2 separate regions of the Triticum aestivum genome follow, and region 2 is linked to region 1. A link is a contact called in public Hi-C data. All regions are on one chromosome and are shown on one strand. Each heading gives the region's core, a stretch centred on a gene start, on an enhancer-like site or on the middle of the called end of the contact. The rest is flanking DNA. Distances are from core to core; before and after follow the strand shown.

Region 1 (5,549 bases), core at 197-2,696:
AAAGTCGAACACAGATCCCATCTCCAGGATGGAAGAAGATAGCAGTGACAAGCACCAACGACCACCTCGAGCTGCTCCTAGACCAGTTCGAAGAACAAGTGCTAGAAGAGGAACCCGGCAAGCGAAAATAGACTATCGTGAATCTGACGAAAGCGGCCCTGGTGAAACAGGTGAAGAAGATCAAAAGGTTGGCACAGATGCTGTCGTAAAGATGGAAGAAGATAGCCTGGATGAAAACCAAGGACCGCCTGCAGGGGCCCAGTTCATCACATTGGACGATCGAGAGCCCACAGTCGTCAAACTGAGTGCCGCAGAGGAGAAGACAGGCAGTCCAAAGTTCGAAAGCAAAGGAACTTCCCAAAGAACAGACGCTGGTGAAGGAGAGAGCATGGCAGGTGAGAAGATAGAACAGATGGTTGATCCTCTGCACGCGATGCTCCTCGACATGATACCGTCGCTTAGGGAAGAAGCGAGCAGCGATCCCCCAGCCAAAGTCGAGCATGATCCGCCGCGTGTGAGAAGTTCCATGTCGGATAACAGGGCTCCGGTGCCTGAGACAGGTGGTTCTGCATCCAATCCCGTGGCTCCGGCACCGCCGGCAGGAAGTTCGTCATACAGTGCGGGGGTTCCAGCCCCAGATCCAAATCCCGCGGCTCCCAAGAAGAAAAAGGTGAGCTACAAAGATCTGGCCGACGAGTTTCTGAAAGATTGGTGAGAGTGCTTCGGCTCTGTGGGCTCGGGGTAGCACGTACGCCGTACGTCTTTTTCACCGTTTCCACGGTCCTGTAAATATGACAGATGCTTGTAACCATCAACCTTGTCCGTACCATGGCCCTAGTTATCTCGTGGAGTGAGAGCATAGCAGAGACTGTGAGTTGTGCCTGAAAAAATTGATGCTGGACCAAACTGTGATGGCTTCCAGCACTCGGTGGCCTGCAGTGTGTACCGTAGCCGCGTCGGTAGCCTGGTTCGGCCCTATGGATTGGTTGGTTTTCCGTCAGGCGTCGACGCGTCCATTGCCGATGCCGTCGTGCGCTTCAGCCGGCGGCCAACTACAGAACCGCTTACGCACCAGGACGGCCCGCCTGTCCAGGTCTCAGATGAGGCCTCGTGTAGCGGAAGACGCACGACGCGACACCACGGGCTCACGGTGGGCGTGACGGGTGGTCGGCAGCACTGTGAAAGAAATGCACACGATGTGTGACGGGTGGACCACATTGAAACTTGACGTGCCAACGGCCTCCGTGTCGGCAACACCGGACAGGTCTAGTATTTTTTCTAAAAAAAAGGTCCTCTGGTTGCCGTCCTAGTCGACCCACCGTGAGACAACGAGCCACACTATCCGTGTCACTGACAAGCCGGTCTCCTCGCGCCCCAGCCTCCCAGGAAGGTTGGAGCCAAGCGCAGCCCCCCGTGGCACTCACTGACCGTATGGCCCCCACGGCTAATGCGGCCCCAGTTGCCATTCTATACGCCATGAATATTCGCGAGTAACTGGCGCGTCCCCATCCGAGCTTTTCCTCCTCACCTGTCGTCTCCCTCGACTTCTTTCTTTCCATCCGTCACCCCTCTCTCTGTCTCACTGGTTTTCTCCACTCCCCCAACCTTCATGTCAGCCCCCTTCTCCTTGACCAAAAATCCAGCCCCTTTCCACTTCTGGAGGCGTCGGCGATGGCATTCAAGCAGGTCTTCTGCGCCCTGCGAGAGGTCTTCCCGCAGGTATGGATTGGTCCGGCTGGCTGGCTCCACAAGATTTGTTCATGTTTTTGTTTGGAATACCTCAAGGTCAATTTCTTCTATGTAAATATGTAATAGTCCTATTTAGCAAAAATAAAATAAAAAATGGAGTAATTCATCTAGCTTACACGCGAAGATTCTATTTGGAGAATCTTATTTTCGGTCCTCTGCATTTTGGATTTTCCTGGGCGTGCTCTAGCTCCTACAAGGCACCACCGTATGGGTTGCCGACGAACTGTTTGATGAAATCTATTAATAGGACAATTCAAAAGATCTGTTGATAGACTCCCGGGAGCATTTCAGTGTTTCTTGGAGGGAGGTAAATTTCTGCTTTAGGCCAATAAAGGATAATTTATAATACTATTGAGAGAGAATGCTCTGCTCAGTATGTACAATCATATATGGAAGGGACATCAGTAGTAGGTCTGCACGTGCATAATATAAGTCCAGCCAAGTAATTATAGGGAAATACAGTAAAAAATAGTGACAGAAGATGCAAGGAGCCAACAGCCAAATAAAATGCACAAGTATCAAGTCATTTATGCTGACATTATTCAACCTTTCCAAAAAATAAATATAAAATTCTGACATTCATTGTGCGGCCTTGCTGGATTATGGATTTCCCTGTCAACCAATGCCAAACATGGTTTACTTCATCCTGGAGACTGGATTCATTAACATGAACCACCTCCTACTGTATTTACGCGACCAATTCTAATATATGTGCAACTGTACATCAAGATAAAGAAAACATGGCATATTTAAGGTTATTTTTTCCCCTTTGTATTTGTGTTACAGGTTGATCTTCGAATATTGAAGGCTGTAGCCAGTCAGTATTCCTCTGATGTTGATGCAGCTGTTGGATTTGTTCTTTCCGATGTCATTCCAGCAGTAAGCGAACCTACTGAAACAGTTTTTACACTCCAAGATGTTGATTATGCAGAACACGACCATACTGATTGTAAGTAACTTTGTGCACTGTGTTTTGCACCGTTTTTTTTCATTCCTGTTGTTTGTTTTCATCCATTACATGGAAATACTTGTAGCAATCAAATATGTGCATCTGCTAGTTGTTTATTCAATGGGGCCTTCAGTCTCATGCTTGTTTGTTTCCAAATGTTAGCCAGGAAATCTAACTTGCACTCTGGAGGGATATCATTGGTGGATCTAGGAGCTCGAGAGGATACCAGTGCCCTATTTGGTACGTCAGCTGAGAGCAGTGGCACTGTTGGTGAATGTGATCCGTTTTCAGATTATGATGGACCATTCCAGAGTAAGAACAAAATAGAAAAATGTTCCCAGATCGAGGATAAAGTGGTGATAAATGAAACAAGAATTCCTACAACAGTAATGAACAGCCTTCTTCAGGAGCATTATGCTCTGCTTGGATCGTCATCGACATCTGCAGCGGAGCCACATATGATGGAGTATGAGCAGTCTGATTCAGGAGGATGTAATGATCATTGTGCAGCTGAAAAAGATGAAGTGACTCCAGAGACTGAAATAGGCAACCACAAACACTGTAATGATAATTATGAGCTATCAGATTTGCTTGCCTCTTCTGGGAATATGTTGCCATTATTTAAGGAGAGCCCTTCAGATTGTGCAGTGAAACATGGAGGGCAAGTGCCTCTGAAACTTTCTGATGAGGTAAGTAAACATGATTTCGACAAGTCAGAAGATAACTGTTACTTGGAAACCTTACTTGTGAATTTTCACTCAAAGGAAGACAAACAGACATCAAAGAATTTGCCAAATGCTCCAACTGTCCATACGCTCTCCAACCCAAAGGATAATAATGACTTACAAGTTCTGTTTGAAAACAAAGATAATGCTGGAGAAGAGTTGGGTGCACTCTGTACTGCAGAAAATACCCCCGAGCTCCACAAGTCAGCAAATGATGGCAACTTCTACAATTTATTTGGCGATCTATGCACAGTTGACGAGACAACAAAAGTACCATTGAATTTTACTGAGGAGAAAAATGAGCAGTCTTTTGTTAAGCTAGACAATCAACACAAGCTATTTGACTTATTTGCCTCATCCAAAATCGTAGATAATTCATTACAACCCTTTCAAGAAAAGGGTGGTTCCGAGACAGTTCATAATGAGGAGCTACCTTCAATACATCTCAATTTCAATAATCGCCGAACTTTTACTAGTACGTGCAATTTCGATGGTGATAAGTACTACTCCTTATGCCCGATGGTTGAGCTTGATGCAGATCAGCCTAATGAAGAATGGATGATGCCTGGTGCAGATAAAAGTGAGGGATTTCTTGATAACTCCACTCAGTCATTTCATATCACTGAAATAAACAAGAATATTTCTGATATCACTAAAAGCAAGGTAACTGTTGTACGACTAAGGCTTTCTCCTTAGAAACAATATTTTTAATCCTACTTGTCAATAAACCACTTTAAAAGCTCAGTATGTTTTTTCGTATCTTCTTATTAGTCTCAGGCCAGGTGTTTTTTATATCAGTTTGATTTTAATATATTACCCTTTATCGAAAAAAAACATGCTTATTAGTCTAAAAATACGGTACAAAGCCAAGTCAATGGGATTGCTTTTGATTCAATCCTTACTCTTAATTATGAAATCACAAATTATCAGTTACCTAGTTATGTTTTTGTAAACTGTGAAGTTTAATCTTTTATCAGTCATTGGCATGCATGCAGCCAGTAATTTCTCTTTTTTCTCACTTGAAAGCATTAGGACAATACACTGAAACAAATTGAGAAACATATGTTCTGATTCTCAAAAAAATTGAGAAACATATGGGTCCTGCTTTATGTCCCGATTTGGATGGCGTGCCACTGATAGACTTCTTAGTTTATAGAGTAGTCTTGCTGTGGGTATAATAGCTCTTGGTTGTTATTGGCCAGGATATTTTGGTCTCTTCTTCTTTAGTCGAGATTATTTTTCTTGTTGATGTAATAAACTCTGTAATAAGTGTGGCTGCATGCATCTATGATGCAGAGGCCGGGGTTAAAAAGCTTCCATTATCTTAATAAAATGGGTCCTGCTTGATTGGCACCAAAAATTTCCAAGCCAATGTTTATTGAATTTTTTGCTTTGTTTAAGGCCTGAATTTTCCAGATTAGTCATTGGTAAGCCAAGATTTTGCATGCCAACACTTGCCAAATTATGGTACCGAATTTTGTAATAAAATTTAAACTATTCTGTAATATACATAAGAAAATTTGGTTAAATATACAGAACACAATAGTTTGATCATGAATTTTGTAGAAAGTTCACATAAAGCTCGTTGCAGGAATCATTGAGCTGTTTGTATGAATCAACAATCATGAAAATGAAAGAGGTTGAGCTTCAGGAGGAAAAGTCTCGACTAGCAAAACAAAATGCTGACAAGGCACATCAAAATTTTCTTGCCATGGCAGAGCACTTTAACCAGCTCATTGAGAATTCGAAAGAGTCAAATGATAAGGTACCATGTTCTTAATGCTCTGGTATCTTCATATGTATTGAAAAATGAGGCTTACTATTCATTCATTCATAAATAGCAAGCTCAAGTATTGTGTGGAGAAAATTGTTCGTTGGTGGCTCTAACTCAGGACCTTCAGTCTAAGCTTACCAAATTGGCTGCTCAAAGAAATGAAGCGCTTACAGCTGTTCAGGAGGTAACAACAGCTAAACTTAATTAAGAGCGAAGTGCCAACAGAATAACATTGAACAAGGATGCTGTTATTTTGTGAGTAAGAAATTGATAGTAATGTTTTATGTTCATGCCCAATTCGAGTGCACAGATTAAATTTCAACTAGATGCACGTCTAGCAACTTCGATGGAG
Region 2 (5,872 bases), core at 1,009-3,508, 180 kb after region 1:
TATTCATTAGATGCATGCGGGCAAGGCAGAGAAGGGTTGCATGCTTTGGGGGAGAAAAAGAGGGCACCTTGGTCCTAGAGAATCGGTCGGCGGGCCTTAAAAACCCGGAGGAAGGTAATACTACAGTAGGATAACCGACTTGTCTATAGTACATATGCATAGCAAGTGTAGTCACACACGCCTGTCAGCAAATTCAGAAAGGAGGAGTTGAGCAATATGCAATAAAATTATATACGGCGATGCCTAGATTCTATCTTTGCTTTGGAGCTGGTGGTGAAATAAGTTGGGTTTTCAGGGAGCATGGATAGTAGGAAGTAGGAACACCTGAGAGGGTTCCATGATCAAGGCTAGGTCGAGCCATGCTTATGCGACACCACCGTTCTTCTTTTTGTGCAAGACCATCATCATATTTTAGTGTGGTTGGATCCATGTGATGGTGCCACAATAGAAGTTTATCTAGAAGTAATGCACATAGATCAAAATTAAGAATGCCATATAATAGGTTAGCCATATACAGTTTGCTATGAGCCATTCAAAATCTAGGTGTGGTGCTGCTAAATCTCGCATCGTGCATAACAAAACACAATTTTGAGGGTGCACTATTTGGTTGGAACTTGTACATCATGCAAGAATTCGTAATCTGAACCTAAAAAACAAATAGAAAAGCAAAAATAGACATTATCGCAAGAATTCAAAAGTGGTTGCGGGTGAGTTTGCGATTCAGCACTTTTAGTCTTACTACGGACAAGTTTCCTCAGTAATCTGCGTTTATTTCTTTGGAACTATGTGCCCCTAGAAGCAGTTGTTAAGTAATATGATGCATGCTAACACTATATATTCAGTTCTTGCTGCCCACTACTGAATTAGCACGACTCCGCCATGCATTAGCACGACTCCACCATGCACCAGCATGTTCAGTTCTTGCTGCCCACTACTTCTGATGACTAAATCAGGACAATGCCCAAACAAAATATCACATTTTTTCATGTAAATATATAGATGTATGCTGACTTCCAACAAAGTTCAGAGCCTTCTACTCATCATCACTTGCAGACAAACTATAATGAATACAAAGGAACAATTTACCAAATGACTTACTGAGACAACTAAATAGACTCGGGAATATGTGCCCAGGTATTTAGTCCAAACGTGATTTTGTTTCTAAAACCTCCTTTAAGCACCGTCACTCAAAGATCCTAGTAAACATATAGAATCCATGGAAAACGTCACCTTAATCGACTGCATGAGTATGGCCTCGTCCTCGAATCTGAGCTCTGCATCAAAGCCATCAAAGAAACCAATGAGACAAAAAACCACAGCAAGGGAAGGGAGAGGCGTTGGGAGTGGGAGTAGCGAATGAGCATTTGGGACAACAAAGCCGAGGGCGAAGTGATCCACTCCTCCCAGTGCACCGATGCCCTCATCGACGAGACAAAGGGGGTAATAAGAGAGGGGACAGAGGGAGAGGGGGAGAAGATAGAGGCAAACCTGAACCACCTCAACCTCGTTGCTCCTGGTGCTCCGGTCGGCGAGCCTCCCTCCATGGCCGACCTCGCCCCCATTCGCCGCAGCACGACCTCCTTACTCCTACTTCTCAGGACAACGAGCCTTCCTCCATGGAGACCCCACTGCTTTTGCCCGCAGGTGCTGACCTTCTGCACAACCCAAGCCCGACCCGGGTGCCGCCATAAGCGACAGGGCGACGACGTCCTTCCCTGCCTCGTACTGGATCCGCGACAGCCGGTGAAGGCGCCGGGGCAATGGTGGGGAAGCAGGAGCAAAGGGGACGAGCACGCACACGCAAGGAGAAGACGCGCCGACGCAAGGGCGAGCGGAGGCGGCGAGACAAGGGCGTGAGGGCAAGCGGAGGCGGCGGCGCGACAGGAAGAGTGCGAGCGCGAGTGCGGGAGTGCTAGGTCACACCCATGTCGTTATTGGATATTTTTCCAACCATGTGAAATGACGGAAATACCTTTGGCGGGGCACTGAATTTACAGGCAGTGGCACGAACGAGAGGAACTATTCATTGCTAAAGCATCCAGTTTTGATCCGGCGGTCCAGATTGTCTGGAGGTTAGATCGAACGGTCCAAAACGCATCAAAAATCGAGATGAACGGCCGGATGTGCGAAATCGCTGTGAGCGCTCGGGGGCTTTGTCTTTTTTGTTTCTCGATTTTTCTCGATTGAAGTGGTTATTTACCGGAAGTAGAGTAGGGCCCACATTGAGCGATGACCGCCGAGACCCTCAAACTGTCAAACACTGACGGACAGAGTAAACACTGAAACACACACATCCACGCGGGGACAGCACGACCGACCCGCACGCACACGCGCGCGGCCCCGGCGACGTCACCGGAGGGAGACGGCGACGAGCTTCGGTCCCCACGACCTCCTCGCCGGAGCGCCCTAGGCGGCCTCCGCCATGGCTCGCCGGTCGTCGTCCTCCTCCTCGTCCGGGGCGTGGCGGTACCTCAACCCCGCCTACTACCTCAAGCGGCCCAAGCGCCTCGCGCTCCTCTTCTTCGTCTTCGTCGCCGCCACCTTCGCCTTCTGGGACCGCCAATCGCTCGTCAGCGAGTACGAGGTGCGCTCCCCCCGTCTCGCCCCTGGAGAATTCTCCCCTGATCCGGGTCGGAACCGCGGGGATCTGATTGAATTTGGTTCTTGCGGCCAAGTAGCTTCGAATTCGTCGCGGCGCTGGTTGGGCGCTGGATCTGGGTTTAGCGATGACTTGTGGTTTGAGCCGTCGGGATAAATGGGTTTAGGCTTGTCTGCCTATCTGGGGTTCATTTGGGAGAGATTGTGCCGAGGATCTGGCAGTCCGGTTGAATCTTGACGCTTTTGTCTGAGATTTGATCTTTTGAGCGAGTGGATCTTATGAGGGGCCACTAGGCTATAGCTCAACTATACGTGTGTAACGATTATTGGTATTAGTTTAGATTTCTTTCCAGCTTTGACTGTAAATTTGGCGAAGAATTGTATGTCTTTACAATCCTAGAATTAGTGGGATGAATATGGGTACAGTGAGGTACTTTAGCAGCTTAGAATTTTCTCAGGCGGGGAGACCTTAACTGTTTTAGTTAATCCGGGGAAATAATCCAGACCTTGCCATGTTTCTCAATTACTACATGGTGTAGATTTGGAGAACATAATACTAGTTGGAACATTATTATACATGGCACATGCAACTTTATGATTGTGGTTTGTAGTGAAACTGTTCATTGAATAGCTGTTGTATTCTGAGGAGTGACTGTAACTCTGATTGCCCTATTATGTTAGTATAGTCATATAGAGACTCATATTGGTTTAAGCTTGGCAAGATACAAATGTTCATTGGGACTTGTTATGAGTAATTAAATAATTTGGTGGATGCGAGTATGCGACACGTGAGCTGTACTATTTATACTACCGTTTGTTAGATATGCTAGTTAAGTTGATCCAGTTCTCAGTAATCGGATGAGTGAAATCTGAATTGGATGTAAGGTTGATATCCCATCTGCTAGTTAGAAATGCTATTTATTTGGTCTTTTCTCTATTGTAGTGCCCTTCTTGTGTGAGAGTGAATGAAGGTATAGTATTCAGTCAAGAAATTTTCGTAACGGCTCATGTATTTGACGTCATCACGGATGGCAAGGTATAGTGTGGCATTAGATTATTGTAGTTCATTGCCACTGTTACTGTGATCAGTAGGTATAGTTGGGCGTTGCGTGTGTATGGCTGTTGTGACATATTATTTGATTTAATTCGACTAATATAAATCTTTCTTAAATATGCATATACCTCTTACATTCCTATATCACTTGAGTTCCTTGTCAAATGTAAAGCTTAAGAACCTGAGCATCACTATAATTAGCGCTATCCAAAAGCAGCATGTGGCCAAGTTGAATTGTGCTTGTTGGCATGATAACTATGGCTGCTAAATGTGAATGAATAAGGATGAGGTTTTGGGATGCACTTGATAAATGTGTTCTTGCCGCTTCATTTAATTGGTACCATCTGTACTCCGTAGACATGCAGTTCAGCTTCTTTTTTTTTTTTTTGAAGAAAGGCATCGACTGTCATTTTATATTTCATTATTCATTGCTTGTTTTTCAACCTTATTTACTGTATTAATCTAATTTCTGTTTTCCTGTGTTGCAGTCTGAGATTTCCCAATTACAAAATGAAATAAATCAGTTGCATGGTCAGGTATGTACTATTGCAATATTTGTAACTTCCATGCTGGTTTACTTTCTTTCTTCCTTTTAATCAACATTATTCTTTTTCCTTTGAAAATTTAGCGCATTTTCTGTCTATGTAGTTAAGGAAGGCTGGTGTTCAACTGGAGGAAAATCCAGCAACTGAAATTCCCAGAAAAGATCTTGTAGAGATTGATCCTATTAATAATGAAAGGAGGGAAAAGGTTAAGGATGCTATGCTCCATGCCTGGAATTCCTATGTAAAGTATGCATGGGGAATGGATGAGCTTCAGGTATTTTAGTAATTCTGCTCTATAATTTGTTTTCATTTTCAATTTGTCTTGAAAAACTCCACAATGTTTTCGTTCTTCACCTTTTCAGCCGCAATCAAAGAATGGTGTTAATAGCTTTGGTGGTCTCGGGGCAACTCTTGTGGACTCGCTAGATACACTGTATATAATGGGCCTAAGAGATGAGTTTCAGAAGGCCAGAGAGTGAGTTCCACTTGTATTGAACCATGCAGAGATTTCAAAATGCTGCAGCTGGTTCTTTCGTTTCATCTATTACCAAAATTAGCATTTGATTTTAGTTTGCTTTTATGAAAGTTCAGTTCTGTACACGAAGCTGTGCCGTCATCTCCTTTTATTATTACATGATGTATAGATATGAATTCCCTAATTTGAAAATGAAGCTCATTATATACTCGAATTGGATGACCTTGGTATCGAGTGGCTTGTCGGCCTGTTGATGGAAGGCACACCATAAGGAGGTGCCAAGAGATAACAACACTGCTTGTATAGCTGGCCACCCAACAAGGATATCTAAAGCTACCAATCTTTTAAGACAGTTTCTATCTGGTCCACTGGAGATAAAGATATGCATTTAACTAATTAGGCTATGTTACCTTGAACTTCCTAATGTAAAAACATGCATTGGACTAATCCAATTAATAGGATATGATTCTAGCAATTCCATAGTTCTCATGGCCCTCAGGGGTGGTCAAGGGGGCTTGTCTAGGTGCATGGCTATTACAAGGCTTATTGGGCATTTATGTATTTTGTCCATATATTCCCTCTATGTTACAGGATAATCCGAAGGGTCTTCTTGACTATCTTTTTGTTGGGCAGTCTATTGGTTTCATGGCTTTCATCTGTTCTATCCATGCAATAAAAGACTAATATTTTATTAATGTATTAGATCTTTAGTGTCTCCGTTTCTTTTGTATCATCTCACATCATACTATTCCTTGCAGCCATTTGAATACTTTGTTGTGATTTATGTCATACTCCTGATCTGACTTGTGTCCATTTCATGATAATAGCTGGGTGGCAGAGTCATTAAGCTTTGACAAGGATTATGACGCAAGCGTTTTTGAAACGACCATAAGGTTGCATTACAAGGTTTATCTTTGTTACAGTATTCTTGCAGATATTTGGCTGCATAGGTCTATGCCATGTAGCCATATCACATTATGATTTACTAGCTTAACTGTCTAAGCTTCTGTTATATATTCGTATTTAGGGTTGTTGGAGGTCTCCTCAGTGCATATGATATGTCGGGTGACAAAGTATTTCTAGAAAAGGCGAAGGATATCGCTGATCGATTGTTACCTGCCTGGGATACAACATCTGGTATCCCTTATAATTCAATCAACTTAGCTCATGGCCGAGCTCATAATTTTGGATGGACCAACG

What was found. Hi-C and Micro-C count contacts between places; a contact is called where the count stands out from the background.
Region 2: a contact with region 1 is called in a Hi-C map of leaf, with 2.3 times the contacts expected there. The contact joins the promoter of LOC123190260 here to the promoter of LOC123190259 in region 1. A contact is called at or near these places in 2 of 5 Hi-C or Micro-C datasets (both in leaf).

What each region holds. Positions count from the first base shown.
Region 1 is chr2A:688,600,973-688,606,521 of IWGSC CS RefSeq v2.1, forward strand. LOC123190259 reads left to right here and starts at 1,447. Exons shown (of 9, transcript XM_044602870.1): 1 at 1,447-1,719; 2 at 2,536-2,698; 3 at 2,861-3,898; 4 at 3,998-4,086; 5 at 5,015-5,188; 6 at 5,265-5,381; 7 at 5,508-5,549. The coding sequence starts at 1,672. It overlaps LOC123190257 (putative DNA ligase 4), which reads left to right. Exons shown (of 27, transcript XM_044602868.1): 27 at 1-864. The coding sequence ends at 715.
Region 2 is chr2A:688,778,700-688,784,571 of IWGSC CS RefSeq v2.1, forward strand. LOC123190260 (mannosyl-oligosaccharide 1,2-alpha-mannosidase MNS1) reads left to right here and starts at 2,259. Exons shown (of 14, transcript XM_044602871.1): 1 at 2,259-2,584; 2 at 4,141-4,188; 3 at 4,301-4,471; 4 at 4,560-4,672; 5 at 5,500-5,565; 6 at 5,700-5,871. The coding sequence starts at 2,423.